Linked DNA regions of Mus musculus: regions 1, 2 and 3 are each linked to region 4. A link is a contact called in public Hi-C data. All regions are on one chromosome and are shown on one strand. Each heading gives the region's core, a stretch centred on a gene start, on an enhancer-like site or on the middle of the called end of the contact. The rest is flanking DNA. Distances are from core to core; before and after follow the strand shown.

What was found. Hi-C and Micro-C count contacts between places; a contact is called where the count stands out from the background.
Region 1: a Hi-C map of cumulus cells shows a contact between it and region 4, with 2.9 times the contacts expected there. The contact joins two enhancer-like sites. A contact is called at or near these places in 2 of 484 Hi-C or Micro-C datasets (cumulus cells and embryonic stem cells).
Region 2: a contact with region 4 is called in a Hi-C map of double positive thymocytes, with 3 times the contacts expected there. The contact joins two enhancer-like sites. A contact is called at or near these places in 1 of 15 datasets of contacts at CTCF or cohesin (large pre-B cells), 13 of 484 Hi-C or Micro-C datasets (B cells, CD4 T cells, Sertoli cells and 9 more) and 4 of 115 datasets of contacts at active chromatin or transcription factors (embryonic stem cells and extraembryonic endoderm stem cells).
Region 3: a contact with region 4 is called in a Hi-C map of stem cell-derived primordial germ cell-like cells, with 1.9 times the contacts expected there. The contact joins two enhancer-like sites. A contact is called at or near these places in 3 of 484 Hi-C or Micro-C datasets (embryonic stem cells, liver and stem cell-derived primordial germ cell-like cells) and 1 of 115 datasets of contacts at active chromatin or transcription factors (embryonic stem cells).

The regions. Positions count from the first base shown.
Region 1 is chrX:13,381,237-13,388,741 of GRCm38.p6, forward strand. No RefSeq gene overlaps it. Among named protein-coding and RNA genes, the nearest start is that of Gm34661, 37 kb to the left of the region's middle. Within about 2 kb of position 5,300, at least 16 of the 459 cell types and tissues checked have an H3K27ac peak or open chromatin away from gene starts, as enhancers often do.
Region 2 is chrX:13,367,295-13,374,848 of GRCm38.p6, forward strand. No RefSeq gene overlaps it. Among named protein-coding and RNA genes, the nearest start is that of Gm34661, 23 kb to the left of the region's middle. Within about 2 kb of position 2,972, at least 15 of the 459 cell types and tissues checked have an H3K27ac peak or open chromatin away from gene starts, as enhancers often do. A contact at or near this core is called in double positive thymocytes, where this site is marked.
Region 3 is chrX:13,411,867-13,418,863 of GRCm38.p6, forward strand. No RefSeq gene overlaps it. Among named protein-coding and RNA genes, the nearest start is that of Nyx, 46 kb to the right of the region's middle. Within about 2 kb of position 4,380, at least 5 of the 459 cell types and tissues checked have an H3K27ac peak or open chromatin away from gene starts, as enhancers often do. A contact at or near this core is called in stem cell-derived primordial germ cell-like cells, where this site is marked.
Region 4 is chrX:13,223,969-13,231,673 of GRCm38.p6, forward strand. No RefSeq gene overlaps it. Among named protein-coding and RNA genes, the nearest start is that of 2010308F09Rik, 20 kb to the right of the region's middle. Within about 2 kb of position 6,058, at least 357 of the 459 cell types and tissues checked have an H3K27ac peak or open chromatin away from gene starts, as enhancers often do. A contact at or near this core is called in double positive thymocytes and stem cell-derived primordial germ cell-like cells, where this site is marked.

The sequences.
Region 1 (7,505 bases), core at 4,050-6,549, 160 kb after region 4:
ATGGTTGGTTATGGTAGTCTAAGTGACTCCCAAAACAATATAGACTGTTGCACTTGTTTGCCTCTCAAGAGTTTGAAGTTTAGTCCCTATTGCTGAAGATATCACATATATACTCAGGACACTGGACTTAGATTATTCAAGCTGGATCTAATCTGAAAGCCTTCTTTCTGTGGTCTCGCTTCCATAGTACAAGAAAATATTATGCATGTTGCCAAGGGGTGAAAGCAATTAATAGTCCTACCTAGCAGTGACACCTATGAACTACAATTACCAGTATGGGAGGATGTTTGTAAAGATGCAGTAAGTGACAGTCACATATTAGTGGTAACTAAGAGCTGTCTAATTGGAGCCCACTGACAGGAGGGAAATGATGCATGGTTCTAGAAACTTAGCCAGCTTTCTGGGGCTAGTGAGGTTATAGGTCTTTTTGTTCTCAATAACTTATTTATTTATTTATGGCCTGATTTCAGCCACCTCCCTCCTTTCCTCCCAGTTCCACCCTCACATCCCCTCCCCTACTCCCCCACTCCCCCTTTTTTTCAGAAAAGGGGAGACCTCCTATGGGTATCAACCCACTTTGTTATATCAAGTTGAAGTAGGATAAGTGCATTCTCTTCCACTGAGGCCAGACAAGGCAGCCCAACTATGCGGAAGGGACCCAAAAGCAGGAAACAGAATTAGAGACAGCCCCCACATTAATTGTATTTAAATTTATTTACACAAACATAATAATATAACAAATATAAATATATATAATTTAAATATAATTATTAAGTAATTATATTTAATTTAATTAGGGAACTCACATGAAGAACAAGCTGCACATATGCTACATTTGTGTAGGTGGCCTAGGTCCAGCCCACACATGCTCTTTGGTGGGTGGTTCAGCCTCTGTGAGCCTACATGGGCCCAGGTTAGTTGACTCTGTAAGTCTTCTTGTGATGTCCTTCAAACCCCTCTGGCTTGCTCACTTCTATCCTCCACTCTTCCACCAGACTCCCTGAGATCAGCCTGATGTTGTGGGTCTCAGCATCTGCCTCTATTCTCTTCTGGATGAAACCTCTCAGAAGACAGTTATGCTAGACTTCTGTCTGCAAGCATAGCAGGGTATATCATTAATAGTGTCTGGGGTTGGCTCTCTCACATGAGATGGGTCTCAAGTTGGAGCAGTCATTGGTTGGCTGTTCTCTCAATCTCCGCTCCATCTTTATTCCTGCACATCTGTAGGCAAGACAGATTTTTGGTTGAAGGTTTTGTGGGTAGATTGATGTCCCCCTCTGTTCTCTGGAAGTCCTGCCTGGCTACAGGAGGTGGTCACTTCAGTCCCCATATACACTCTAGTAGGAATCTCAGCTAGGTTACCCCATAGACTCACAGGATCCTCCCCTGTCTTAGGCCTCCAGCTAGTCCTAGAGATGCCCCCCCCCATTTTTCTTCTCACTCCCAGCCCTTTCCTACTCCCCCTACCCACACATGATAGTCACCCTCCTCTCACTCCTCATCCCATCTCCTATCCAGTTTCCTCCAACCATCTACCTCCAATGACTGTTTCCCCTTCTGATTGAGCTTCACACATCCTCCCTTGGGTCCTCCTTATTATCCAGTTTTTTTGGGTCTGTGGATTACAGCATGGCTATCCTTCACTTTATGGCTAATGTCCACTTATAAGTTAATACCATACATGTTTTTCTGGGTCTGGGCTACCTCACTCAGGATGATATTCTCAAGTTCCATTCATTTGCCTGTAAATTTCATGATGCCATTGAATAGTATAGCTGAATAACATTTCATTGTGTATCATATTTTCTTTATTCATTCTTCAGTTTAAGGATATCTAGGTTGTTTCCAGCTTCTGGCTATTATGAATAAAGCTGCTATGAACATAGTTGAGCAAGTGTCCCTGTGGGGTGGTGGTGCATCTTTAGGGTATACGCCCAGGAATGGTATATCTAGGTCCTGGGGTAGAATTATTCCCATTTTCTTTTTTTGAGAAATCGTAAACTGATTTCTAAAGCGGTTGTACAAGTTTGCAGTACCACCAGCAATGGAAGCATGTTCCCCTTGCTGCACATCCTTGCATAGAAAATCCTTTTGCAGCCCTTTACTCTGAGGTAATATCTATCTTTGTTGCTGAGGTGTGTTTCTTGTATGCAACAGAATGATGGATCCTATTTTTACATCCATTCTGTTAGCTTGCATCTTTTTATTGGGGAATTGAGTCTATTGATGTTGAGAAATATCGATGAGTAATGATTGTTAATTCCTGTTATTTTGATGGTGGTGGTGGTGGTGGTGGTGGTGGTGGTGGTGTGTGTATTTGTGTGTGCTTCTCTTCTTTTCTTTTTGCTTTTACCAGATTACTTATTTCCTGTGTTTTCTTGGATGTAATTATCCTTCTTGGGTTGGAATTATCCTTCTAGTTTTTTCTGTTGGGCTGGATGTGTGGATATATATTGTTTGAATTTGGGTTTGTCTTGAAATATCTTGTTTTCTCCATCTATGGTGACTGAGAGTTTTGCTGGGTATAGAAATCTAGGTTGGCATCTGTGGTTTTTTTTTTTAGAGGCTATAAGGCATCTGTCCAGGGCCTTCCAGATTTTAGAGTCTCTGTTAAGAAGTTGGGTGTAATCCTGATAGGTCTGCCTTTTTACCTTGCAGCTTTTAATATTCTTTTCTTTTTCTGCAGATTTATCATTTTACTTACTTTGTGGCAGGAGGATTTTCTTTTCTTGTCCAATCTAATTGGTATTCTGTAAGCTTCTTGAATATTTATAGGCATCACTTTCTTTAGGTTGGGGAAATTTTCTTGGGCCTCGGAGCTCAGACTCTTCACCTTCTATTCCTATTATTCTTAGGTTAGGTCTCTTCATAATGTCCCATATTTCTTCGATGGTTTTTGTTAGGAATTGTTTAGATTTAACATTTCCTTTGGTTTTGCAGTTTCTTCTATTGTATCTCCTACACCTGAGATTCTCTCTTCTATCTCCTGTATTCTGTTGGTGATGCTTAAGTCTGTAGGTCCCATTCTCTTTCCTTGGTTTTCCATCTCCAGGATTTCCTCAATTTGTGTTTTATTGCTTCTATTTCCCTTTTCAGATCTTGAGCATTTTAGTAATTTCCTTCACCTGTTTAATTGTATTTTCCTGTGTTTCTTTAAGGTATTAATTCATTTCCTCTTTAACAACCTCTATCATCTTTATAAGATTGGATTTAAGATGATTTTCCTGTGCTTCCATTGTGTTAGGATATCCAGGGCTTGCTGTAGTAGGCAAGTTTTGCCATAGACATGCCATAGTGCTATAGCTTTTGTTGACTGTGTTCTTACGCTGGCCTTTAGCCATCTGGTTGTCCCTGGATGGTCCTGGTGTAGCAGGTCTCAGTAAGGGGGTCTAACCTGGATGTTTCCAGGGTAGTAGTCCTTGGGTGGGCATCCTTGAGCTTGACAATGGTACTCAGGTGACAGTGCATGTCTCAGGGCAGCTGAGTATGCCACAGGGAATTGGGGTAGGAAGGGATCTAACCTGGCTATTCCTGGTGTATCAGGCCTGGCAGATCTGTGGCTGGACAATGGAGTTGGGCGGACAGGGGATTGGGTCAGGGTCAGGGGTGGTGTGAAGTGAAGATCTAACCTGAATGTTCCTGGTGCAGCAGGCCTGGTGAACATGGGCAGGGTCATGGCCAGACTATGGAGCTGGGGGTTGGGGGTCACAGCACTGAATCTTTCAGTTTTGTTGTTGTTGTTGTTGTTGTTTTTGTTTTTGTATTTCAAGATAAGGTTTCTCTGTGTAGTCCTGGCTGTCCTGGAACTCACTCTGTAAACCAGGCTGGCAGGCAGATTCACCTGCGTCTGCCCCCCGCCCCAAGTGCTAGAATTAAAGGTGTGCACCACTACCCAGTGAAGTTATGAATCTTAGAGGCACATCTAACACTGCTGCTTTGCTAGACCAGCATAATTCCTAACTACATTTTAAATCTTATCCTTATATGAACAGAGAACCATAGCTACCACCCCTCATCAAAGAAGCTTCTTTTTACAGCAAATGAAGTCCATCACAGGAAACTTCAGCTGGACACAATGGGTAAATCAATGAGGTCATGGGGAGCCCAGCCTCAATGGATACATTTACATGATGGTTCCTGCATCTGTGGCTCAGGGAACTTCAGGAGGAAAGGGTCTAAGGGCCAGGATGAAAAAAAAAAAAAAAAGAAAAGAAAAGGAAGAAAGAAAAGAAGAAAGAAGAGCAAAGCAAAGAAAAGCTGTGCTGTGAAATGACTTCTCCTAGAAATGGTTGCATAAACAAGATCTGAACAAAGGCAGTATCAGTAGACATGGTAACATAGAAGTGGGAAAATGCCATGGGATCATAACTCTGAACAAGGAATTATAGGTAACTGATGACTACTGAGAGAGAGGGAGAGTTAGTCTCTCCCAGGGATGCACCTCTTAATTGACTGTCCGATACAAAGTGGCCAGATCTGAAACCATATACATATACAACAAAAATAGACTCAGCACACTGTACTTACATATTTGTGCATGCACACACACACACACACACACATGCACACACACACACACTATTTTAGTTGGGGAAGAAAAGACTATCAAACTGTAAGTGGAGAGACATGGAAGGAGTTGGAGGAATGGTCTAGAGGAAGGAACGGGAAGGGAGAAAGTAATTTAATTATATTTTAACTAAAATGTATACATAAATAATTTATGTATTTATATATTTGTGTCCTTTTGTATTTATGTGTGTATGTATTTATTTAAGACATGGTCTCATGTATCCCAGGCTAGCCTCAAACAGGCTATATAGCCAAGACTGGCTTTGAACTTTGATCCTTGTGCCTTCACCTTTCAACTGCTAGGATTACAGGTGTGTGGCATGGCATCCTTCTGGTGATTGAACCCAGGACTGTCCCAGTCTCCATGGAGACAGGAACGACATAGACACCAAGTCGGGTTCACGCAGCAACTTTACTTCGGGCTTTTTCTTTTACAGCTCTCTTCCCCAGCAGCTTCTCCTTAGGGCAAGGGCTAAACCACTCCTATTACAACAGCTTCTCTTACTTCTACTCATGGCAAGGGCTAAAACTACTCCTATTACAACAGCTTCTCTTTTACTACTTCTACTCAAGGCAAGGGCTAAAACTACTCCTATTCTACTACTGGCTCCTACCTAGGGCAAGGGCTAAACCAGTCCTATTACAACAGCTTCTCTTCTACTACTTCTACTCATGGCAAGGACTAAAACTACTCCTATTACAACACTCACGCTGACTCATCTCCTTCTAGCTCCACCCCACCTCATCCAATCAGAATTCATACTCGCTCCAGGCATGAGCTCAGATCTTTCACAGATAGACTGACAGGTCCCGTTCACGAGGAACAGTACAGCCTGGCAGGCAGCCCATGCATGCAGCCTCACTGCGCATGCTCGGGCAAGGTGGGTTTCACGGGGCCTGCAGCCACACCTGCTTCCCGCACAGGACCATGTGTTTGCTAGACGAGCATCAACTACTGAGCTACAACCCTCACCCCGGATCTTGGATTTTAGGTGGACAGAGTGGTGTGTGCACCTACAATCTCAGCACTTGAGAGTTGAAACAGGACAAATGCCAAGAATTTTAGGCTAGCTTGGGCTGCATAGTGAGTTCCAGGTGAGCCAAGGCTGCACAGTATGATTCACAGTCTCTATACCCCTGTATTAGTCAGGATCCTCTAGAGACACAGAATTTATGGGTAGTCTCTATATAGTAAAGGAATTTATTGATGACTTACAGTCTGCAGTCCAACTCCCAACAATGGTCAGCTGCAGCTGAATGGAAGTTAAAGGATCTAGCAGTTGCTCAGTCCCACACAGCAAGCAGGGGAAGGAGAGGGAGAGAAAGCCTTCCTTCTTCCAATGTCCTTATATGGTCTCCAGCAGAAGGTGTAGCCCAGATTAAAGGTGTGTGCCACCACACCTTTAATCCCAGATGACCTTGAATTTGGAGATCTCCCTGTCTTAATCTTCTGGAATCCATAGCCACTATGCCTCAAGATCTCCATACCAAGATCCAGGTCAGAAACTTATATCTCCCAGCCTCCAGATTAGGGTCACTGGTGAGCCTTCCAATTCTGGATTGTAGTTCTTTCCAGATATAGTCAAGTTGACAACTAGGAATAGCCACTACAATTCCTTACCCGGAAAAGATTCAGACCAACCCCACCAACAAACTCCAAAAGATCTTGGCATCTATGGGGGAAAGAATGATTTGCAGTGAGCAAACCAGCCTATGAAATCAGAACTGATCAGATAGCCAAAACAAATGACAGGTATCTGGACATCTGGAAAACATCTGCATGAACTGTGTAGCTGCAACAGAAGCAAGATAGCTGGACATTTGAAGAACCCTATCTGCTAGTTGGTGGTGGTGCATGGCTTTAATCCCAGTACTCTGGAGGCAGAGGCAGAGGCAGAGAGGCAGAGGCAGAGGCAGAGGCAGAGGCAGAGGCAGAGGCAGAGGCAGAGGCAGAGGCAGAGGCAGAGGCAGAGGCAGAGGCAGAGGCAGAGGCAGAGGCAGAGGCAGAGGCAGAGGCAGAGGCAGAGGCAGTGGCAGAGGCAGAGGCAGAGGCAGAGAGAGGCAGAGAGAGGCAGAGAGGCAGAGAGAGGCAGAGAGAGGCAGAGAGAGGCAGAGAGAGGCAGAGAGAGGCAGAGAGGCAGAGAGGCAGAGAGGCAGAGAGGCAGAGGCAGAGGCAGAGAGGCAGAGGCAGAGAGGCAGAGGCAGAGAGGCAGAGGCAGAGAGGCAGAGGCAGAGAGGCAGAGGCAGAGGCAGAGGCAGAGGCAGAGGCAGAGGCAGAGGCAGAGGCAGAGGCAGAGGCAGAGGCAGAGGCAGAGGCAGAGGCAGGTGGATCTCTGAGTTTGAGGCCAGATTGCTCTACAGAGAGAGTTGTAGGACAGCAATGGATACACAGAGAACCCTGCCTAGAAAAACAAACAGACCCGAATAGAACCATATCAAGGTTTTCTGAGTGCTAAAAACATCAAGAGAAAGTCCTTGTGGGTTGTGAGGGAAGGTTTGATGAAACTAAAAGCCAAAACTCAAATTAAACAGACACAGCAAAACAAAACAAAGCATGACTACATGAATCATTATAAGTTGAATAACTTCATATCCACAGGGAATGTCAACAATGAATCTCAGGCCAGCAAGATGACTCAGTGGGCATTTGCCACCAAGCCCAATTACCTGGGTTCAATTCCTGTGGTCCATATGGTGGAGGGAGAGGACAGATTTCCACAGATTTTCCTCTGATTTTCTTCTGTGTGGGTCCTGTGGTACCCATTCATGCCCACAGAAGAAATAAAACGTAACTTTTTTTTTTTAAAGATAAGCACCTCAGGGGGCTGAAGGAATGGCTCACCAGTTAAGGCCACCTGCTTTTGCAGAAGACCCTGGTTTGGTTCCCAGCACATACATTGCTGCTCACAGCCAGCTCCTAGCTCTGGTTCCAAGGG
Region 2 (7,554 bases), core at 1,722-4,221, 140 kb after region 4:
GGGTGTGTGTATGTGTGTATGTGTGTGTTTGTGTGTGCCTATCTGCCTGTCTGTCACTGTTTGGTAGTCTCTGTCATGGTAAGTTTAAACATATTAAATACCATTTTTAGCAGCTCTCTAACTGGTTTGAGGGCTAGTACCTGCCTAACATATTTGAGTTAAACAATTTTCATTTGTTCTTAGTTATCTGCTCTAAACTCCACATTTCAAACATAAGACAAGAGACTAAATAAAGCTTTAATCTTGAAATTAACTGCATCAGTACTTAGCATGATTTTAAATATATTTCTGAACATATTAAAGAATTTGAACATCTTCAAGGCTATCAATCCTTGTTAGGCTTGAACTTTAAAACTACAGTTTTGAATTGAAGCTCTTCTAGTAGAATAAATATAAATAAACATATAATAAAAAATAACAGTTTCTTATATGATTCAGTTTAAGCTGAAAGCAGCATCAGGATAGGAAGAGGTTAACTAGTTAGGAAAACTAGGTTAACTAGTTAGGAAAACCTGCAAGGATCTCGGCTGAGAGAGCACTTATTTGCTCCTTGGGCTTGCTGGAGCCTTGCCAGAGCTCAGGCAAACTCAAGAGCCAGTGACTCTTAGCCTTTTTAAGGCTGTAAACCTCTTAAAATTTTAAATTAACAAATTTCTTAATTTTCATTCCTGATATTATTACCATAATTTACAGAGCAATATATACCAGATGTAATGAAAAGAAAAAGAAAAGGCTACAGCATAAAAAAAAATCTCAGGAATGTACATCTAATTGACATCATATTGCATCAATCAATAGCTGCACTTTTTGCAAACTGTGGCTATGACAGTCCTGAACAGGGAGGGTTTCCTGTTTAAGCTGCAGTAACTTTTCTGATTATGGACCATCGTTCCTTCTGTGGCAGATTTTTACTGTCCTTCTAATGCATTTGGAATGACTGTCTCAAAGTAACCTGCATCTTTCCTGACAACTCCTCATTCTCTCCCTTCCTAAGAACTGTAGCCCGTTTGTTTCTGTTTTATTTTAAAACCTGCTACCATCTCCGCCATTTCCATCACCAGATTCACAGCCACCACCATAGGGATACCTGAGCTTCTTCCACCAAATTTGTCTCCCTTTATGGGTCCATACTTTGATTGTTATTGTCCATTACAACTTTCTAAAGTCACTATAGTTTCAATCATCATTACAGTTACTTTATTAAAACCATCAAACATTAATAAAAACACTCCAATAAAACATTTAACAACTTTTAAAATGCCCCATAGCTTTATATATTTAACTATAATCTTTTAAAGTTCCTTTTGTAATATCAAAATAAAGCATCATTTTTTTAAGAATGAAGAAGTCATAGGGCCTAACCATAATTTTAGAAGACAAAACTAATTTAAAAAAATTTAAAAACAGTTGAAACAATCAAGTGTTTCAAAAATCAAGTTCCTTATTTTCATGTTACAAAGTCTGGCCATCAGCAAGAAAAGTATTCGCACACAAGAACTTTTCTTGTTGGCATCCAAACCCTACAACACAAAGGTACAGTTTTTTTTTAAAAATTTATTTATTTATATATGTGAGTACACAGTAGCTGTACAGATGGTTGTGAGCCTTCATGTGGTTGTTGGGAATTGAATTATTTAGGTTGGCTCTGGTTGGCTTCATTTGCTCAGTCCCTGCTTGCTCAGGCCCAAAGATTTATTTATTATTATACATAAGTACACTGTAGCTGACTTCAGACACACCAAAAGAGGGCATGAGGTTTCATTACAGGTAGTTGTGAGCCACCATGCGGTTGCAGGGATTTGAACTCAGGACCTTTGGAAGAGCAGTCAGTGCTCTTACCCGCTGAGGAATCTCTCCAGCCCCCAAAGGTGCAGTTTTAATACCTTATTAAAGACACATTTAAAAAATTCTATCTTTTTAAGTCTGGTTTCTAGGACAGGAATTATGTAAAATATTATTCCAATTTAAAAGTATCTTTAGAGACCTGTTTCCCTGAGGATAATGAATGAAGGTGAGCTAGGACACCATGTGACCCTGTCTCAAAAGCAAGAAGGACAAAACCTAAATCAGAAACCAATCAACCAACCAAAACAAGCAAGAATCAGTCAGGATGTTCTTGCCTCCTACCATGGCTGTCAGGATTACGTAAAACAAAATACTTCTTTCAATATGGCATTCACTGTGTGCTGATCTATGTTGATAAGAAATGTCTTAAGCATTAAAGTAAGTAAAATTGAATTGTACACTTATTGTACAACCTACATTGAAATGAAAGCTTCTTATTGAAATGCACGTTAATATTCAGCTGCGAAAAATGATAGTCAATAGGACATGGTTCCTGTTGGGGTCTGGGAATTGCCACACAAAGCACTTAGACACAGATCTCAGTCAAACAAGGCTGGTTTACTGAACACCCCCCCTGCCCCCCACTGATCGATCAGGGATGCAGTCCCGACTCTAGAGCTGAACTGATACATACACCCAGTTGAATCTTATAGAGCTCTTAAAAAAAAGATGTTATTTATTTATTTATTTATTTATTTATTTTACATATGATGAGCACACTGTAGCTGTCTTCAGACACACCAGAAGAGGGCATCAGATCCCATTACAGATGGTTGTGAGCCACCATGTGGTTGCTGGGAATTGAACTCAGGACGTCTGGAAGAGCAGTCAGTGCTCTTAACCACTGAGCCATCTCTCCAGCTCCCTATAGAGCTTTTAAACCTGAAATTCACAATATCTATGCCAAGGTATTCCATCAATTAGGAGTTAGGGTTGGGGATTTCCTTAGGAACAAGTCTTTGTTGTACACTTATCTTGCTCCCATTGGTTGGGGTATTCAGCTGTGGTGGGGGATTTGCCTTGTCTAACGTTCATGTCCTATCTTGCCTACCAGGATGGGATTGCCTAACATTCATGTCTTAACTTGTCAACCAGGTTGGTAGTTACCCATGTACATGACTCTTTCAGCTAAGTAGGATGTTAATTCTCAGGGAGGTCTTGGAAACTTAAACTTTATTCAACATCTACTCAAAGTGGAAGTTTTACTCCAAATGACTTCTTATATTGGTGCAGGTGTCCCTCTTATGTTGGGGTCCATCCCAGGGATAACTTATAAAAGCAAAGACCGTAAAAGCTCATACACAGGTGCAGGAAGTGCTGTCAGGTGGTTGGTTCAGTTCCAAGCTTATTGTGGCGAACTATATAAAGCAGCTCTAACTGAACTCTATTGTGATTGGTTTCCAAGAACACCAAAGCACAGAACACAGCAGAATATGCAGGCAACTTGGGCACGAGAAAGTTTCCTAGTAACAGTACATGAGAAAGTTTCTTTATAACATTAGCAACAGCACAAAATGGGTGGCTAGACAGGCAACAGTTACCTAGGCCTTAACATTTCACATAGCGTTCAGTAGTAGAAAGGACATTATTTGCAGTGTTATCTACTTTTCTGCCCCTATGGGATGATGGGAGGGGGTAAAATCATACATGGGAGCTGGCAGTATTCAGCCTGTTCAACAATTATGAGTGTGTGTGTGTGTGTGTGTGTATGTTCGCACACACACAGAGGTCAAAGGACAACTTGGTGGGAGTCAGTTCTCTCTTTCCATTATTGGGACTGAACTGAAGTCGTCAGCTTTGGTGGCAAGTAGCATTACTCATGGAACCATCTCTCTGGCCTGTCGATTTGAGTTCTTGGGAGAGGTTTTACAGTCAATGGTCAGCACTTTTCTCCTCTTCCAAATTGGATAATCAACCAAATAATCTCAGTTTTCCAGATCTGAAAAGATCAATATCTTCATATTGTATTTGGCTTGTTTTCGTTTTTAGGTTTGAGGCAAAGCCTCATTATGTAGCCCCAAGCTGGCCTAATATTATTTGTTATGTTGCCCAGTTTAGCCTCAAATTCAAAGCAAATCTCTTGCCTCAGCCTCCTGAGATCTGAGATTACAGTGTGTGCTGCCAAGCCCATCTTGCACGTTCCTCCTCCTCACTATTGTTATTTTTTCTGTATGTGTGTTTTGCCTGTGTGTATATCTGCATTCCATATACATGCCTGGTGCCGGTAAAGTCTGGAAGAGGGCATTGGATCCTCTGAAACTGGAGTTATTACAGATGATCGTGAACTGCCACATGGGTGCTGGGGATCAAACCTGTGTCCACACGAGAACAGCAAGTGCTCCTCATTGCTGAACCATCTCTCCAGCTCCTAAAACCTAATTAAAAAATGATTACAAAATAATGCTTTCCTTTTCTTTCTGTTGGGGGAGGGTGAGGAAGGGTCTTATGTAGTGCAGGCTGGCCCCAAGCTTGCTTCATACCCAAGGCTAGCCTTGAACTCCTGACCCACCTGACTTCCATCCTTCGAGTGCTGGGATTACCTTATGCTTATGCTACCATGTTCAACTGAACCTTTTAATTTAAACCAAATAACTCTAGGAAAATTTTCTTCATGAGCACAGTAGAGGGCTGGGGTGGTGACTGAGCAGGCAAAGGCACTTGCTTCAGACTGACAGAACCAGCTCCTGCAATTTGTCCTTTGACCTCCACACAATACATGTTAATCAAATAATTTAAAAATCTCTCTCTCTCTCTCTCTCTCTCTCTCTCACACACACACACACACACACACACACACGTAGACACTGATGGCTCTTCGACTATGTTCATGAGGTCTGGTTCCCCCATAGGAAATGGTGTAAAGTCCACTTGTAAGTCCCCATGTTCTTGTTTTTTTGACACTAAAGTAAAATTTACACCTAAATGTTTTTGAAGAATATCTCTAGCAGGTCTGAGCATGGCAAACATGGTTCTGGAAGGCCTTGCTCTTCTTCCCCATTCCCTCTGCCTTGCTACATCTGCTAGATGACATTCCTAAAGCTAGTCACAAGGTCTATCCCCTTATTTGGCTACTTCCTCTTCCTGAGGCTTACTACTAAGGTCCAGCACTCAAACTATTAAAGTCCTGCAGCCAAAAGCCCCCTTTTTACTACCCTAACTAACATAATCCAAATTAAACACCTCATCCTAACATGGGGGCTTCTCCTTTTTTCCTTATAAACTGCCATTTACCTATGGGCCACATCTGTTTCTTCTCTATCGGGAGGCAGTCCTTTGTCCCTTCAGGGTAAATATCCCTTCCCCCTCTCCCTTGCCACCTCTCTCCTCCTCCCTTGTTCCCTCCTCTTCTCCCTCTGTCCTATGTCTTCTGTCTTTGTCCCCCTTTTCCTGTTCTTTCTCCCTCCAGGGCAAATAAATCTCCTTTGTGCTCAGAACTTAGTCTTGGGGGTGTCTAGTGACAACTTCAAGGTCCTTTCAGTTTTCCCAAACTCTTCAAAAAGCCCAAATGGTTCATGCACACCCTAACACGCAAAGCCACATGAAATACTCATGGATACCCAAGTTCAAGGTTGGAGGAAGTTGCCCATCCTTCCCTAGCTCTTGTGGGACTCAGCCCTGCATGCTGCCCTTGGTTTGGTGTGGCTTTGTGTTGGTGTTCTTGTTTGTGTTTGTTTGGGTTCTGTTGACGAGACTGGAGCCTGTCACGTGCTATGTGCTCTACTTCTGAACTATTCTCCCCACTCCAGCCCAGCTGCGCCCTTTGGTCTCCTTAAATGGCTCCTTAGTCATACCTCCTTCTGCTCCAGTTGTGTACTACGGATACTCTGTTCTGGCCTGCCTCTAGGATGAAAGTGGACTGGCTAACTGCTGTAATCAGGGCAAAGTCCAGGGGCTTTTGATAGTGTTACAGAGACAAAGCTGTGGTGGCTTCTATCCAAGGCTTATCCTTGTTGGAGGATAAGCATCCTCATCCCCCTGACCCTATGTACTCCAGCTGAGCATAGGCTCAGGCATCTCTTAGAGCCTGGCCATCAGTTCCTGTTCCCAGCGTCTGTCAGGAGCCATGTGCTGGGTTTTCTGAGAGACCTGTCTACTCGGTGCCTTAGTGCCATACATCACTTTGGTATGTGCATTCAACAGACCTCCACCCAACCTGTTTACAAAGAACCTCTCCACCTCTGCAGGCCACCCTGCCAGATTTGCAGCCGAGCTGCACTTTTCTGTAATTATAGCCTTCGCTGAATACTTTCTGTATGCTAGGCGCTGCACTAAGCATTTTGCTAGGATTATCTCCATTGGGCTAATTACAGCCCTGAGCTGTAGGTACTGGTTTAGCCCATTTCACAGATGAAGGAACAGAAGTGTCCAGAGTTTCTATCAGAAGACAGGCTGCCACCACAGCTTTGCAACTCATGCCTCACAGCCAGACAGAGTGACTCACTTGGCTCCATGCTAACTCATCATCCAGGTAACATGTCACCTGTGAATGTACCTCCCTCTATCCAGAACTTTCTATTCCTTGGTGCCCCGAGTGTCCATTCCAACTGCCTCAGAGCTGTGTCCTGATGTCCACTGTCAGCTACTATCTAGCCAGGCTTCTCCTGCCCCAGTAGGGTGTGACCCTCTATTTGTTTACTTTTTGTTTCTTTCTTTGTTTTTGAGATAGAGTCTTGCTATCCCTGATCCCTAGGTATCCTCATATCCCTGGCTGTCCTGGAATTCTCTATGTAGAGCAGGCTACCTGCTTCTGCCTCCCCAGTGCTAGGATTAGATGTATGCATCAACATGCTTGGCCTTATTTATTTATTTATGTCTTTATTGTCTTATTTGTTGTCTGAACATGAAGAGCAGGGGACAAACTCGCAGGAGTTGATTCTTTCTTTTCACCCTTTAGGCCTTGAGATTAAACTCGGGTCATCAGGCTTGTGAGGCAAGCCCTTTTATTCACTGGTCTCAACAGCCCCTATGTCAGATTTTAAGTAGCCTGTGGGTTATCATATACTATGGGCCGGCCAACAGACGCTGGGCTCCAAGAAAGACAACCAGAGGAAAGAGCACAAATCAATAGTCTACTTTGCTTGGTGAAAATGAAACAAAACAACAAAACAAAGTCTGTTTTTGAGGGTCTTGCCAGGTCTGTGGGCTCAATCCACTTCATGGTCAGTTGACTGTGAGTGACCCTGCCCAGAATCCAACCCAATCTCTGTCTCAATGTCCGTTTCCTCTTAGACAAGTTTCCTGTTGCTACTGTAACACAGGACCACAAGCAAGTGACTGAGAACAACACTTAGGGCTGCCTTTGAGTTTGGTTGGCTTAGAGTCCTAGTAAGGGGCTGACCATGGTCTTTCTGCAGACTCTGGGGAGCATCTCTTCTCAGCCACTGCTTGTGGTCTTATGTTACAGAAGCATTCTTTGGTTCATGTCTCTCTCATCTTCAAAGCCAGAAGCATAACATCTTCAAATTTCTTCCTAGCTCTCTCTCTTGTTGCTTTCTTCAGTGTTACCTCACCTTCCCTAACTATGAACATAGTCTAAGGTGAGTTCACCTTCATGAGATTCTTGACTTAATCATCTATAAATTCCCTTTTGTCATATAATTAATACGTGTACTCCAGGTTCTGGGATCACCACACACACCTCCTGTGTTGTTTTTTTTATTTTTTGTATTTGTTTTATTTTATGTATATTAATGTTTTGGCTGTATGTAT
Region 3 (6,997 bases), core at 3,130-5,629, 190 kb after region 4:
TCAAGTAACACCCAGTTTATGACGGGCAGATTAAGATGTATAGTAACTTGGTGGTTCATGGTCAAATGTTCAGTTTCACTAAGGCCCTTAGCAGTAGCAGGCTGAGAGTTGTCTGTCATAGGGAGAATAGTTGTCCAAAGATGATCATAGAGTTTGTTCCAAAATCTCAAAGGTCTCTTGTGTGTTTCACCCTCAGGGGGACTCACAAAGGCTCCAAATAGCATCCCAACCTGCCACTGACACCTCAAGTACCATCGGGTCTGCTGGATCATTCAGTGCACAGCAGCCTCAACCTGTTGAAGAGCCTTCTTCTGTTCCAGGCCCCACACAAAGCTAGCAGCTTTCTGAGTCACTTAGTGAATGGACCTGAGTAACACACAGAAGTGAGAAATATGCTGTCTCCAGAATCCAAACAGGCTGATTAAATGTGCTTTTCTCTTGGTGGTTGAGAGGGGCTAGGTACAATAACTTATTCTTCACCTTAAAAGGGATATATCTGCATGGCCCTTACCACTGTACTCCTTTGTTACAGCAAAGAGTTTCACTGAGGTAGATGGTCCTGGAATTTTGTCTGGGTTTATTTGTTTCTCATCCTTTGATGCACATATGTGTTACCAACAACAAGTCCAAAGTGGTTCCGTCTTTGGCTCACTTGGTCTAATAAGCACAATGTCCTCAATATAGTTCACCAATGTGATACTTTGTGGAAGAGACAGAGGAACAAGATCTCTTCTAACAGCTGGCTGATGGTGGTGCACACCTTTATTCCCAGCACTTGGGAAGCAGAGGCAGGATTTCTGAGTTTGAGGCCAGCTTGGTCTACAGAGTGAGTTCCAGGACAGCCAGGGCTACACAGAGAAACCCTGTCTTGAAAAACAAACAAAAATCCCTTTGCACTAAGGCTTCCTTTTAGCCTTTCCAACCATAAAAGCCCTCACTCTACAGGTCAGGGAACCAACATGAGAAATCTGCCAATTCCTACGTATATCTATCCCAATTACACATTCTGGAACTGGGGACATAACCACAACATGAATTAGAGGGCCCACTGGAATGAGTTGGAGTGAGTTGGAGTTCAGCCAAAACTCCATTAATCGCCTGACTTCCATAAGCTTCTACTTTAACTGGAGGGCCATAATATTTCTTGGGATCTCCCAGAATCAGTGTCAATTCAGAACCAGCATCCAACAGAACTCTGAAAAATCTGACTGTTTCCTTTCCTCCAGGGTACAGTAAAATTTAAGGTATTTTACCAAGATCCTTGCTTAGGGAGACCTTGCTAGTCCTTCTTTCAAAGAGTTCTGAGTCTGCAAACTGGCTCATGTCTGGAAATTGGGTCACAGGCCAAGATTCCCTTTTGTCTCAATACAGTGTAGCCTTTCTTTCATTTGTTTGAGAATTTTTCTGCTTATGCAGATCAAACAGAACTTCAGTAGGCTTCTTATCTGTTTCACGTCTGGAGGCACCATGATTGATTAGCCAGTAACAAAGGTCTATGTGAGTCATGCTACTATAAAATTCGATGCCTGTACTGCCCATTATGTATGAACATTGCTGTGCGGTGCTGCTGATTATGCTAATGATGATCACCTTGCCTTTGGCAATCCAGTGCTGCTGCCTAGCCCCTGCTATACTGGGACACAATTACACCCATTGCATTTAATTCATCCAATACAGTTAAGTAACAGCATCTCCAGCCCTAAATAAGATCTGGCACAAGGATAAGGGTGACAACAAAGCTCTCCCAATGTGCTGGTGCCCGTCTCACCATTTTGCATCTTTTATAGGATTAGTGAAGGGCATGTTGTCTGCGTCTTCCCATTGTAGAGGATTAGCATACCATGGTAATATTACAAGGAGTTTTAAAATCCCTTTATCAATATTAAGTCAAGAGCTATCAGGCATCTCCAGAATCCTTTCTAGTAGATCACCCTTTGACAACTGCTTCAGTCATTCAAATAAACTTGTTTTTTTGTTTGTTTGTTTGCTTTGCTTTTTGTTTTGTTTTTGAGTTTCTTTTTGTAGCCTTGGCTGTCCTGGAACTCACTCTGTAGACCAGGCTGGCCTTAATCTTCAGAAATCCTGCCTCTGCCTCTCGAGTGCTGTGATTAAAGGTGTACACCACTGGCATTCAGCTTTCAAACTTTTGACACCCTTTTAGTTTTAACTGTGTGAGCTTCCATCTTCAATCTCCCCTCAGAGGGCCCATATCAATAACCTTAGCCTGACCACAGTTTTATGTTCCTTCCACCATTAACCCATACCCTTAAAATCCACTCCCTCCCATATTCCCCAGACTTCTGTTTGAATGAATTAGCAAACTCATGAAGCTCTTTAGTGTAGCATAGTGTAGTACAGTGCAGTGAAGTGAAGTGGAACTCTTCATGGACTGTACTTTCCATCTCCCTCTTGGAACCTGCTGAGCTTTTAGTCTGGTTATAGGTCTGGAGGCAACTGTTGGTGGGCTCTGAGAGACATCAATACTGTCTTGCCTGGCATCTCCTTCAGAGAAAGTCACTGCTGGTTTAGTAGACAATGAAGGATTAAATTTCCTTAGTCAAAGGTGAAAAAGGCAATCTTTCTGGGAATGGGCATAGGGTTGGGTGTTGTGGGAGTTTTCACTACACCGCGTTGGCTCCCAGTGGATCGCATTCGCGCTCCTGCCCAGGAACTATCTTTGGATTCACGAATGAAACACACACACATTAGCTTAGTTTTAAATGTCTTGGCTACCTCAAGGCTGGGCATTCTTAAACCTGCTACTCCAGGCCCAGTCGGGGAAGTGGCCAGTGACCATTTACCCAAACTCTCACATGGCTGGTTAGTGTTATCTTCTGGGCTACTGCATTCCATTCTTCTCACCCAGTCATGGCGATTCTGTCCCATCTCTCTTTGCATTCTTGCCTGCACAACTCCAAGTGTCCCACCCTATGTACAGCCATTAGCCATTGGCATCTTTATTGATTGATCAAAAACCAACCAAAGGTACAAGAACCTTTACCAATTGGGCACACAGATTCCTGATTGAATCAAAGCACTAGAACCAATCTCCAACAGTTGGGGGTATGCATCTTCTGTTGAGAGTGAAGAGATTCAGGTGAGAAAACCCTTGAGAATCTGAGGGTTCAACCTTTTCAGCTTCTATAGCTGAATTCTCAACCTTCCTAATGCTGTGACCTTTTAATACAGTTCCTTATGATGTGGGATGTGGTCACCCCACCCATAACATTATTTTCATTGATACTTCATAACTGTAATTTTGCTACTGTTATGAATCATAATGTAAATATCTGTGCTTTCCAATGGTCTTAGGAGACCCCTGTGAAAGGGTTATTTGACCCCAAGGGGGTCACAGGTTGAGAATCACTGCTCTGTTTGATACTCCTGCACATTCTCATCCCAAGTTATAGGATCCAATTCTTTACCAATTAATGCCCTTACTTTTTTTTTGTTGTTGAGAAAATAGAACTGCTTCCCATGGTGTTAATGAAAAAAGGTGGAAATGAAAAAAAAAATTGAACAAGTTTTAAGTTCCTCTTTCTAGTGTTTGAGAATTTCACACTTGTATACAATTTTTTATTAGTTTCTTTATTTACATTTCAAATGTTATCCCTTTTCCTAGTTTCCCTTCCGAAAATCCTTTGTCCTCTCCCCCTTCCCCCGTCTCCCCAACCCACCCACTCCCATTCCTGGTCCTGGCCTTCCCCTATACTGGGGCATAGAACATTCACAGGACCTAGCTAGGGACTCTCCTCCCATTGATGACTGAGTAGGCCATCCTCAGCTACATATGCAGCTAGAGCCACATCTCCCACCATGTGTTTTCTTTGATTGGTGGTTTAGTTCCATGGAGCTCTGGGGGTACTGGTTGGTTCATATTGATGTTCCTTCTGTGGGGCTTCAGACCCCTAGGACCTTGTGCTCCATCCAATGGATGATTGTGAGCATCCACTTCTGTATTTGCCAGGCACTGGCAGAGCCCCTCAGGAGACAGCTATATCAGGCTCCTGTCATCAAGCACTTGTTGGCATCTGCAATAGTGTCTGGGTTTGGTGACTGTGTATGGGATGGATCCCCAAGTGGGGTAGGCCCTTACTTTAAAAGGTGACACTCTCTGGGTCTGGCACTTGAATTTTCACTGAAATTCGGCCAACCTTATACTAAGGTTTTCAGTTTTCCACAACTTGAGCTCTGTAGCTGCTGGAGAGAAGATTCCCTTCCAGACACACTTAGAGATCTTTCGACTGTTCTGTGAATTCGGAGCTGGTCAATTTTATTACTGGGTTCATTGCTGCCCTTTTTCGTATACTGAGAAGCTGGAAGTTAGTTAATCACAGAGCTCATTTGCCACGCCCTCTAGTCAAGTCTGCTTGACAGGCTGAAAAGCCTAGAAGCCACTCATGAGGCAAAGAGTTTCACGGAAACTCACCTCCTGGAGCTTTGGTGTTGTCATTAACACATATACTCATACCCTTTTATTCCTGCGTTAGTCTGGTGTATGGATCCACGTGCTCTCTTTTAGTATTATTTTATTATAAGTGCTTTGTAAGATTAAATTCTGATATAGTTAAGTCTCCCCAGTGTTCCAAGGTCCTAGAAGCCTACAAGCTTAGAATCCTGTAAGAATGCAGTAAGGAAGTTACCTATTCAGTAACTAATTAAGCATTACAAAAGACGGAGCCAAAGCCGCAAAAGGCTGGTCTGCGGAAAGAGCCAGGGAATCCCACTGAGATAGAAATCTTCAGTACAGGCTACAGTAGAAGCAAGTTGGTGAATTCTTCTGACAAATGGAGATTCTCCAGATACTTAAAAGTTACGCTCATATAAGAATTTAGCAAGGCCTAGGAAATAGGGGGGTTGGGATATTGCATTATTCATGAGGTCTGCCAAGAGCAGAACCCCCTGGTGCTAGCCTTCACAGGGTTCAAAGGTATAGCACTAGAGTGTGAAATCCTTACCTGTCACTAAGCTGACCCTAGGCAGGACTGCTTTATCTTTACTGTAAACATTTACCTGGTTCCTGTAAGTCCCTTTGTAGTCATTCCTTTGTTTTGTATCAGGTAACTTCAATGTACCTTGCCTGCTGTGACTTCCGACCCCTTGTATTTTCTGTACTATATAAGACTGGTGTTCACTTTGTGACATACATTCAGATTCTACACAATCTCTCATGTTGGTCTGTCTGTCACCCACCAACTCCTTGCCCATCTGCACCCAGAGACCCGTTCAACGCAGACAAAGGGACCCAAAGGGTCTGCGGCACTCATTCTTTTCCTTCATCAGTTTATCCAGAAGTGCAGGAGCTACTGACTAGTATCATTTTCCTTACTTTTTCTACAAATTGTCAAAAGTTTTATATACAGAATCACCAAGTCCCAATTGATAAATCAGGATGATCAAATGCGTTTGTGTACTTAAGCTAATAACAGTTTATTTTACATCATGGGCTTTCAGTGTTCTCCCAACTCCCAGGAGAGGTTGCAGTAACTGAAGAGGCTTTGGTTACTGTAGGTGTCGGCAATTTGGAAAGCCTATTCCAGACACTTAAAAAATTTATCACTAACTCAGTATTCTTTAAGGGACTGGCCACTGAGAGTTTGCCCATGCGCTAGTGAGTATGTGGACAAGACAAATTGGACTTGGTAACTTTTTTCCTTCTTTTGTTTTGGAGGAGGTCATTAGGTTGGGGGGGGGGGTTGGCCTGGGAGGACTGGAAAGTGAATGTGATCAGGGTGCAGTATGTGAAAATTCCAAATAATCATAAAAATATTAAGTTTAAAAATTTCATCCCGAGCCAGGCAGTGGTGGTGCACGTCTTTAATCCCAGCACTTGGGAGGCAGAGGCAGGTGGATTTCTGAGTTCGAGGCCAGCCTGGTGTACAGACTGAGTTCCAGGACAGCCAGGGCTACACAGAGAAACCTTGTCTAGAAAAAAAAAAAAGAAAAAAAATTTCATCCCTGTACTCCTGTTGCTCTAGAACCACTTCTGGCACCTAAATCTGTATTAGTCAGGGTTCTCTATAGGAACAGAATTTATAGAAACTCTCTCTCTCTCTCTCTCTCTCTCTCTCTCTCTCTCTCTCTCTCTCTCTCTTTCTCTCTCTCTCTCTCTCTCTCTCTCTCAAGGGGATTTATTAGAATGGCTTATGAGTGGTCTAAGAATGGCTGCCTACCAACAGAAGGTCCAAGAATTGAGCGCATGAAGCTGGATGTCTCAGCTCATCTTCAGTATACAGTGGAATCCTAAAGTACTATGCTCTGATGCCAGTGAAGGAATGGAATGGACTTGCTTGTGAGAGCAAGCAGACAGAAATATCAGCTTCTGTTTTCATTTCTTCATGCCCTTTATAGATTTCTAGCAGAAGGTGTGACCCAGATTAAAAGGTGGATCTTCCTACCCCCAAAATAGGTTAAAAATAGGTCCTCTCACTTCAAATGATTTAAGAAAAAAATCCCTTACAGGTGTATCCAGCTGCTTGGGTTTTAGTTAATTCCAGAGATAATTCTTGGTTGACAACCAAGAATAGCCATCACATTGCCTAAGGTCTAGTTTTAAAACCTTGACTCTTTGTTCTCTGTCCCCTCTTTCAAGTCTTTGGTTGCTGGGTTACTGTCTTGTCAAACTTGTCCTTTGTCAATGTTACAATGGACTGATTTCTCATGTGCATCTTGCTATTGACAGATCTTCTCTGCTTTCTAGAATTGCCTTGGGGTTAAAGCCTGGCTTTATGCTGTATACCTATGCCACATCAGGGTGGACATTTGTAGTGTGATGTATATTAATGCCATGATCTTTGTTTCTTCAACTCCCTTTTCCCAGAGGCAGAGTTTTCTAGATTACATAAGAGATCTGGCTGCCTTTTTCCGACTTTAGTAAAATTTCTTATGAAAGATGTTATATATATTAACATGTAGTGAGCATATTTTTTTCTTGCAGTGCTAGGGATTAGGAACTGAAGTTTCCAGAAAATAGCCACACCTGTGTTAATAATTCTAC
Region 4 (7,705 bases), core at 4,808-7,307:
AAAGGCTTGGGCTACTCTCTCTCTCTCCTCCCTCTCTTTCCTCTCTCTCCCTTCTCTTGTCCCCTCTCTCTTCTCTCTCACTCCTCTCTCTTCTCTCTTTCCCCTTTCTACCCCTCTCTCTCCTCTCTCTCTCCCCTCTCTGCTCTCTCTCTCACTCCTCTGCCTCCTCTCTCTCCTTCCTCCTCTCTCTCCTCTCTCCTCCCTCTCTCTCTTTCCCTTTTTTAGGCAGGGATTTTCTATGTATCCCTGGCTGGAACTCACTATGCAGACCAGGTGTTGGCCTTGAACTCAGGAATCCTCCTGCCTCTGCCTCCTGAGGGCTGGGATTAAAGGCTTGTGCTACCACCACTTAGCCATCCTTGGTGCATTTTTTAACAGCTATAGTTTTCTTCTGCTCAGATAGGTGGAACACAAAATCTATCAGTTTAAACACATTTACTTAGGAGCTGGAGAGATGGCTCAGTAGGTAAGAGCACTAGCTGTTCTTCCCGAGGACCTGAGTTGGATTGGCAGCGTCCACATGTTGGCTTACAACTCTCTAGTCCCAGGAGATCTCATGCCCTCTTCTGGCTTCTGCACCAGGCACACATGTAGTACACAGTACAGAAACATACACGTAAGTAAAATACCTATATACATAAATAAATTAAAAATAAAAATATATTTTTGTGTATAGGGTGTGTGTGTGTTGGGTGGGAGGGTCCATGTGTCATGTCTCACATGTGGTGATCAAGGAACAACTTCATGGAATTCTTTCTTTTTACCTATGTACCTAGGATCAAACTCAGGTCACCAGGATTATCTGGCAAGGGCTTAGCTATCTCTCTAGCCCCAGATTTATTTTGCTTGTCTATCTTTTATCTATCCATCCAGGTATCAATCATCCATCCATTTTATATGTATATATATATATATATAAAATATAGCCCAGACTAGCCTCAAACTTGCTGTATAGTTGAGGAACTGAAGAGTACTTCCCAAGTGCTAGGACTACAAGACCTGTTTCACCTAGCTTCACCAGCTTTTATGGTTTTACATTGATTTAAAATGTATGTTTATGTAGGAGTGCTTTCTCTGCATATACACCTGTATACCAGAAGAGGGCATCAGATCCTGAGATATCCCAAGACAGCTGATAGCGAGCCACCACTCCGTTGCTGGGTACTGACCTCAGGACCTCTGGAAGGCTCTTAACACTGAGCCATCTCTACAGCTCCAGTGTCACCAATTTTTGTTGTTGTTGTTGTTATTGCGTTTTTATTTTTGTGTGGGGAGGGGTTGAGACAGTTATTTTTCTCTTTAGCTCTGGCTGTCCTGGAACTTTTACTCTGTAAACCAGGCTGGCCTTGAACCCAGAGGTTTCCCTGCCTCTGCCTCCAGAGTGCTGGGATCAAAGGTGTGTGCGGCCGGGCGTGGTGGCGCACGCCTTTAATCCCAGCACTTGGGAGGCAGAGGCAGGTGGATTTCTGAGTTTGAGGCCAGCCTGGTCTACAAAGTGAGTTCCAGGACAGCCAGGGCTATACAGAGAAACCCTGTCTCGAAAAACCAAAAAAAAAAAAAAAAAAAAAGGTGTGTGCCACCACTGTCCAGCTCTAAATGTGTCTTTTTGTTTTGGTGCCTGGATAATTGGATCCCAGCACACACACACACACACACACACACACACACACACACACACACGTTCACTACCTTTGGAGTTACAGAAAAGCACTTGTGAGAAGCCTAATGTAAGTACTAAGATCTGAACTTGGGTCCTCTGAGAGTATAATATGAGGTCTTACCCACCTAAGTTCTAAGCCATCTCTCCAGTCTGGATTTTGTTTGGTTGGTTTGTGTGTGTGTGTGTGTGTGTTTGTTTTTGTTTTTACATATTTATTTATTTTCATTTTAGAGGTTTATTTTTTGTTTTGTTTTGTTTTTGAGACAGGGTCTCAGTACATAGCCTAGGTTGTCCTGGAACTCAATATCTATGTATCCCAGGCTGCTCATGTACTCAGAAATACACCTGCCTTTCCCCCCTGAATGCATACTGTTTTTTCAGAGGACCTACTGGGGTGGCAGAGGCAGGGGTATCTCTGAGTTTGAGGCCAGCCTGTTCTTCACAGCTAGTTCCAGGCAGCTAGGACTACACAGAGAAACCTTGTATCGGGAAAACAAAAACAAACAAACACAAAACCTTTAGTAAGAGAAAACAATGTAACCAACTGTTCTATGCATTGTACTTCCCACTAATCAGCTTTCATTATCTAAGTTAAATGCATAGCTTTAACTTGCACTATGTACATGGTCCCATGTCCCTGGCCGAGGGATGTGGATGCTGTGCTAATGATGAGCCGAAAGTAGCTAACAGATTGAAAGGGACCTTTGACAAAAGAAGTAGTCACCATAAGTATTAGAAGCATCATGTAGATATTGGTTGATTAATATTGTTAGTTTTAAGTGCTGGTGGGGAAGCAGTAAAGAGATTTCTTCCCTTGTTAACTGTTTTCTGAGACAGGCCTTCTCTGTATAGCCATGGCTGTCCTGGAACTCAGAGATCCCGCTGCCTCTGCCTCCCCAGTGTCCTCTGAAAGAACAGAAGACATACTGTATATTCAGAAAGCAAAGTGGGGGTGGATCTCTCAGTTCAAGGCCAGCCCGGGCTACATAAATATTGGGTTCCAGGACAGCCAGGGCTATGTACAGTAAAAAAGAACTCTGTAAAAACATATTCCTCGTTCCTTTCCCACACCAGGTTTTCTGTGCTGTTCAATTCATCCAGAACAATGCCCTTTGTTAGGGACAGACAGACATCATACACACAACAGATGACAGGCCACAGATCACAAAACTATACAAACAACTGAAGACACAGGAAGAGAAGTGGAGAATTCAAATGTGGGCTCACTCTTGGTCAAAATTATTCCAAGAGGGCTGGTGAGATGGCTTAGTGGGTAAGAGCACCGACTGCTCTTCTGAAGGTCCTGAGTTCAATTCCCAGCAACCACATGGTGGCTCACAACCATCTGTAATGAGATCTGATGCCTTCTTCTGGTGCGTCTGAAGACAACTAGAGTGTACTTATGTATAATAATAAAGAAATCTTAAAAAAAAAAATATTCCAAGAGAAAGATCCTTTCTGATGTCTTAACTTGACATCGGCACAGGTGTTCACTGGTGCCACCCCTTGGGCTGACCAGACATTTGCCCATGTGTCCCCAGGACAAGTCACATAACAGCCCCTGACTTAGGATGTTTGGAAATTTGCATTTGGAGAAGGTTCCTGCCATTTCTAGGACACTTTTTAAAAAAAAGATCAAATATCTGCTTTCTTGCAGAGGGCTGTGCTGTTGGGTAGACTGCCTGTACTTCCAGCCCCCAGTGACGATCTGGACACTGAGTAATGAGCTCTGGCAGACAATGTGGCTCATGTATCATCACAATTTATTACTGGGAAAATTAAGCACGCCCTGCTTTGAGACTTATTAAAAAATTTAAAAGGCCAAATTTTCCAGCCTTGCATTCCATCTTTAGTGAAAGGCAGGTGTTGTCACCTGCTTCATTCATTGGTTACAAAGGAGGACTGGAGATAGGGCTCAGTGGTAGAGCACTTGCCTATCATGCACCAAGTCCAGGGTTCAATTCCCAGTGCTGCCAATAAATAAATAATTGTCGGACTTTCCTGCATGTTCAGCTCTGATTGCTATATGGTCTTCCTGCCATGGCAACAGGAAGCCCTTCCTGCCAGCTAAACAAATGACCCCAAATTCAGGAGCAAATCCACCTGACAAATGCCAACGACTTTGATGGGACTTCTGCAGAAATCCTGAGCCAAGGACTACTGCCACCAATACACCTGGGTGGGTGGGCGGCCAAAGACAACTGCTAATATGCCTGTCCTGACTGCCTCTGCCTCCCAAGTGCTGAGGTTAAAGGCATGTGCAACTATGCCTGGCTTGTTTGTGGTTTTTTCGAATGGGCCTTGTAGTCCAACTTGGCAGGCTGGACTCAAGCTCTCAATTCCCCTGCCTCCACTTGCTTCCTCAAAGACAGTCTGGGAACTCTTTTTTTTTTTTTAAGATTTATTTATTTATTATATGTAAGTACACTGTAGCTGTCCTCAGATACTCCAGAAGAGGGCATCAAATTTCGTTACAGATGGTTGTGAGCCACCATGTGGTTGCTGGGATTTGAACTCGGGACCTTTGGAAGAACAGTCGGCGCTCTTAACCACTGAGCCATCTCGCCAGCCCCAGTCTGGGAACTCTTATGAGAACATTGTTTGTTTGTGGCCCAGTAAAGCCTCATTTAAAGCTGGATGTGTGGTGAACATTATAATTCCAGAACTCAGAAGACTAGAAGGCAGGAGGATTGCCGTTAGTTCAAGGCAGGCCTGGGCTGCATTAATTAACCTAAGACCCTGTCTCCAAAAAAAAAAAAAAAAGTTGACTTTAATCCCAGCACTCGGGAGGCAGAGGCAGGCAAATCTCTGAGTTCAAGGCCCGCCTGGTCTACAGAGTGAGTTCCAAGACAGCCAGGGCTACACACAGAAACCCTGTCTGGAAAACAAAACAAAACAAAACAAAACAAATAAAAAAATAGAAAAGAAAAACAAGAAAAAAACAAAACAAAACAACAACAACAAAACCAAAAAAAAAAAAAAAAAGTTGAGCCAGGCATGTTGTACAGGCCTTTAAGGGACATTATTATGTTTGTTTTTTCCTGGAGCTGAGGGCTGAACCCAGAGCCTTGGGCTTGCTAGGGAAGTACTCTACCACTGAGCTAAATCTCCACTGTTTTCTTAAAAGCAAATTAAACGGAAACAGGCTGAGTATATAGTTTGAGTAGCAGGTTGACTACGTAGTTAAAAAAAAAAAAAGATTTATATAAGTACACTGTAGTTGTCTTTAGACACACCAGAAGAGAGGGTCAGATCTCATTATGGATGGTTGTGAGCCACCATGTGGTTGCTGGGATTTGAACTCAGGACCTTCGGAAGAGCAGCCAGTGCTCTTACTTGTTGAGCCATTTCACTGACTACATAGTTTTAAATGGTCTCAAAGCACTTTTTTGTTTTGTTTTGTTTGTTTTTGTTTTGTTTTGTTTTGTTTTGTTTTACGAGACAGGGTTTCTCTGTGTAGCCCTGGCTGTCCTGGAACTCACTCTGTAGACCAGGCTGGCCTCGAACTCAGAGATCTGCCTGCCTCTGCCTCCTGAGTGCTGGGATTAAAGGCATGTGCCACCATGCCCGGCTCAAAGCACATTATTAACTTGGTTCAATGTCTAGCAAAAGTGCAGTTTCTGAGGACCAGAGGGATTTTCAGAACAAGCTGTTGTCTTCGTGTTTCTATTGCTGTGAAGAAAACATTATGACCAAAAAACAAGTTTGAGAAGAAAGGGTTCATGTGGCTTACGCTTCCAGATCACAGTCCATCATGAAGGAAGTCAGGACAGGGACTCAAGCAGGGCAGGAACCTTGGAGGCAGGAGCTGATGCAGAGGTCATGGAGGGATGCTGCTTACTGGCTTGCTTCCCATGCCTTGTTTAGCTTGCTTTCTTATAAAACCCAGGACCACCATGGGCTGAGCTGTTCCCCCATTATCACTAATTGAGAAAATGCCTCACAGCTGGATCTCGTGAAGGCATTTCCTCAAGGGAGGCTCCTTCCTCTCTGATGACTCTAGCTTGTGTCAAGTTGACACACACACACACACACACACACACACACACACACACACACAAAACCAGCCAGTATAGCTGTTTCCACAAAAGACTGAAAAAAAAAAAAGAAAAGAAAACCCCCACCCAAGTCTAGTTTAGTGGACCAGTGAGCTGATCTGGCTTACTTAGAGGCATATGGGGCAGGGGTTATTTTTGGGAGCAGGGGTGACTCCAAAGCAGCTGTATCACCCAAAACATGAAAACTGCATCTTGAAGCTTCCTTGGCGACTGGCAAGCAGCTTAGCTGGCTGGACAGGGTGCTCCCCCAGAAATTATTACTACCTGTATAACCTGTGGGGCCTTGTGGACCCTTTAATTTTCAGTCCTGTAGGGGGCAGTGTGTGTGTGTGTGTGTGTATGGGGGAAGTTCAGATATCTTGGAATGCCATGGAACTAGGGAAAAGAGTGGATTATAGGTACAGGCATTAATGGACGCTCTCTGCCCATCCTGGTTTGTGCTTCTGTTTGTTTGTTTGAGACAGGATCTCACTTTGTAACACAGGCTGGTCTGCAGCTTACTATGTAAACTAGCTCAAGCTCACAGCAATCCTCCAGCCTCAGCCTCCCAAGTGTTGGGATTCCAGGTGTGCATCGCCCTGCTCAGATTATGGTCTCTTTCTGGAGCAAGGCCTCTGCGTCATAGACAGGCTTCACTTTGTGAAAATTCAGCTATGCATGTACGATGTATATTCCATGGCTCTCACATCTACATTAAAGTTAAAAAAAAAAAAAAACCAACAACACAGAGGGCTAAGGCTGTAGCTCAGCGGTAGAACATCTAGCATGTACAGGGTCCTAAATTCCATTTCCAGCAGCACAGAAAAACCCTCCCCCTTCAAGCCCACAGCAACAAAACAAAGTAGAGCACAATTCACGCAAAGTGACAATATCCATTTTTCAGGTACACAAACGAAGAGTCAGATATAAATCCACCCTCCATAGCCCTGAGCACTGCATCATTTGTTAGCAGGCACTTCCAAGGGCAACTACGGTATTAGGCGGCTTATATTGTGTCCTTTCCTTTCTTTTCAGGTAAACCGTCATGGCGCAAACTGAGCATGCTCAGAGTCATTCCTGTCTATCTCTTTAAATTTTTTCAAACATGCGGTCACAACCTTACACGGAGTATGCCTAAACGTGTATTTCTTAACTGAGCATGCTCAGAAATGGCCTCCGTCATTGAGCATGCTCAGAGGTGTACTCCCCAACTGGGCATGCTCGGAATTGTGCTCCTTGCTCTTGCATATTTATTATAGGCCAGCCCCTACATGAATATGTATAGACTCCTTGAACGTGGTCCTCACGCTTCCTTTGTTCCTGGGGACCTCGCTTTTCAGTAACTCCCCTCCCTCGACTCTCCTTGCCTGCAGCGAGTAACAAACCTTCTCCCATCTTTCAGGCTGAGCTTGTTTGGGCTTTGTTCTTACCACGACGGGATCTGAGTCCATGGCCTCTAGTTACAGGTTAAACCCGTTGAAGATTGAAAATAATTTGGGGGAAAAAAGATTTCATCTCTGCTGAACATGTGGAGAGATTTTATTCCTCCCTGAACAGCTGTCCACGTTTGCACTCACCATGCCTTCTTTGCATATTTTTAGAAAAAGTATAGGGAAGGATAGTCACAAGTTATTAGCAAATACCATGCTATTCTCCTTTATTTAATTGCCTATTTATTTAAAGTCAGGGCTTCATGTGTCCCTGGCTGGCCTTGAACAGCCGAGCCTCCTGTGTCCGGTTCAAAGTGTGGCAGTTACAGAGATGCGCACTCAGACTCAGTTTCTTACACCATTTCCTTTGAAAGGCGCCAGCACCTGTGGACCTTGGATCTTTGTGGACCCGGTGCCTCAGTGCGTCATATGGCTTGCCTGTGACATCTAAGGGATAGGACAGGTCACGAAAGGGTTTACCTATCACGGGGGAGGTCCTGGGTTTAATCCCAGCGCCTCAGAACAATCACCACCAAGTTGGGTTGGGGGTGTAGCTCAGTGGGTAAAGTGCTTGGCAC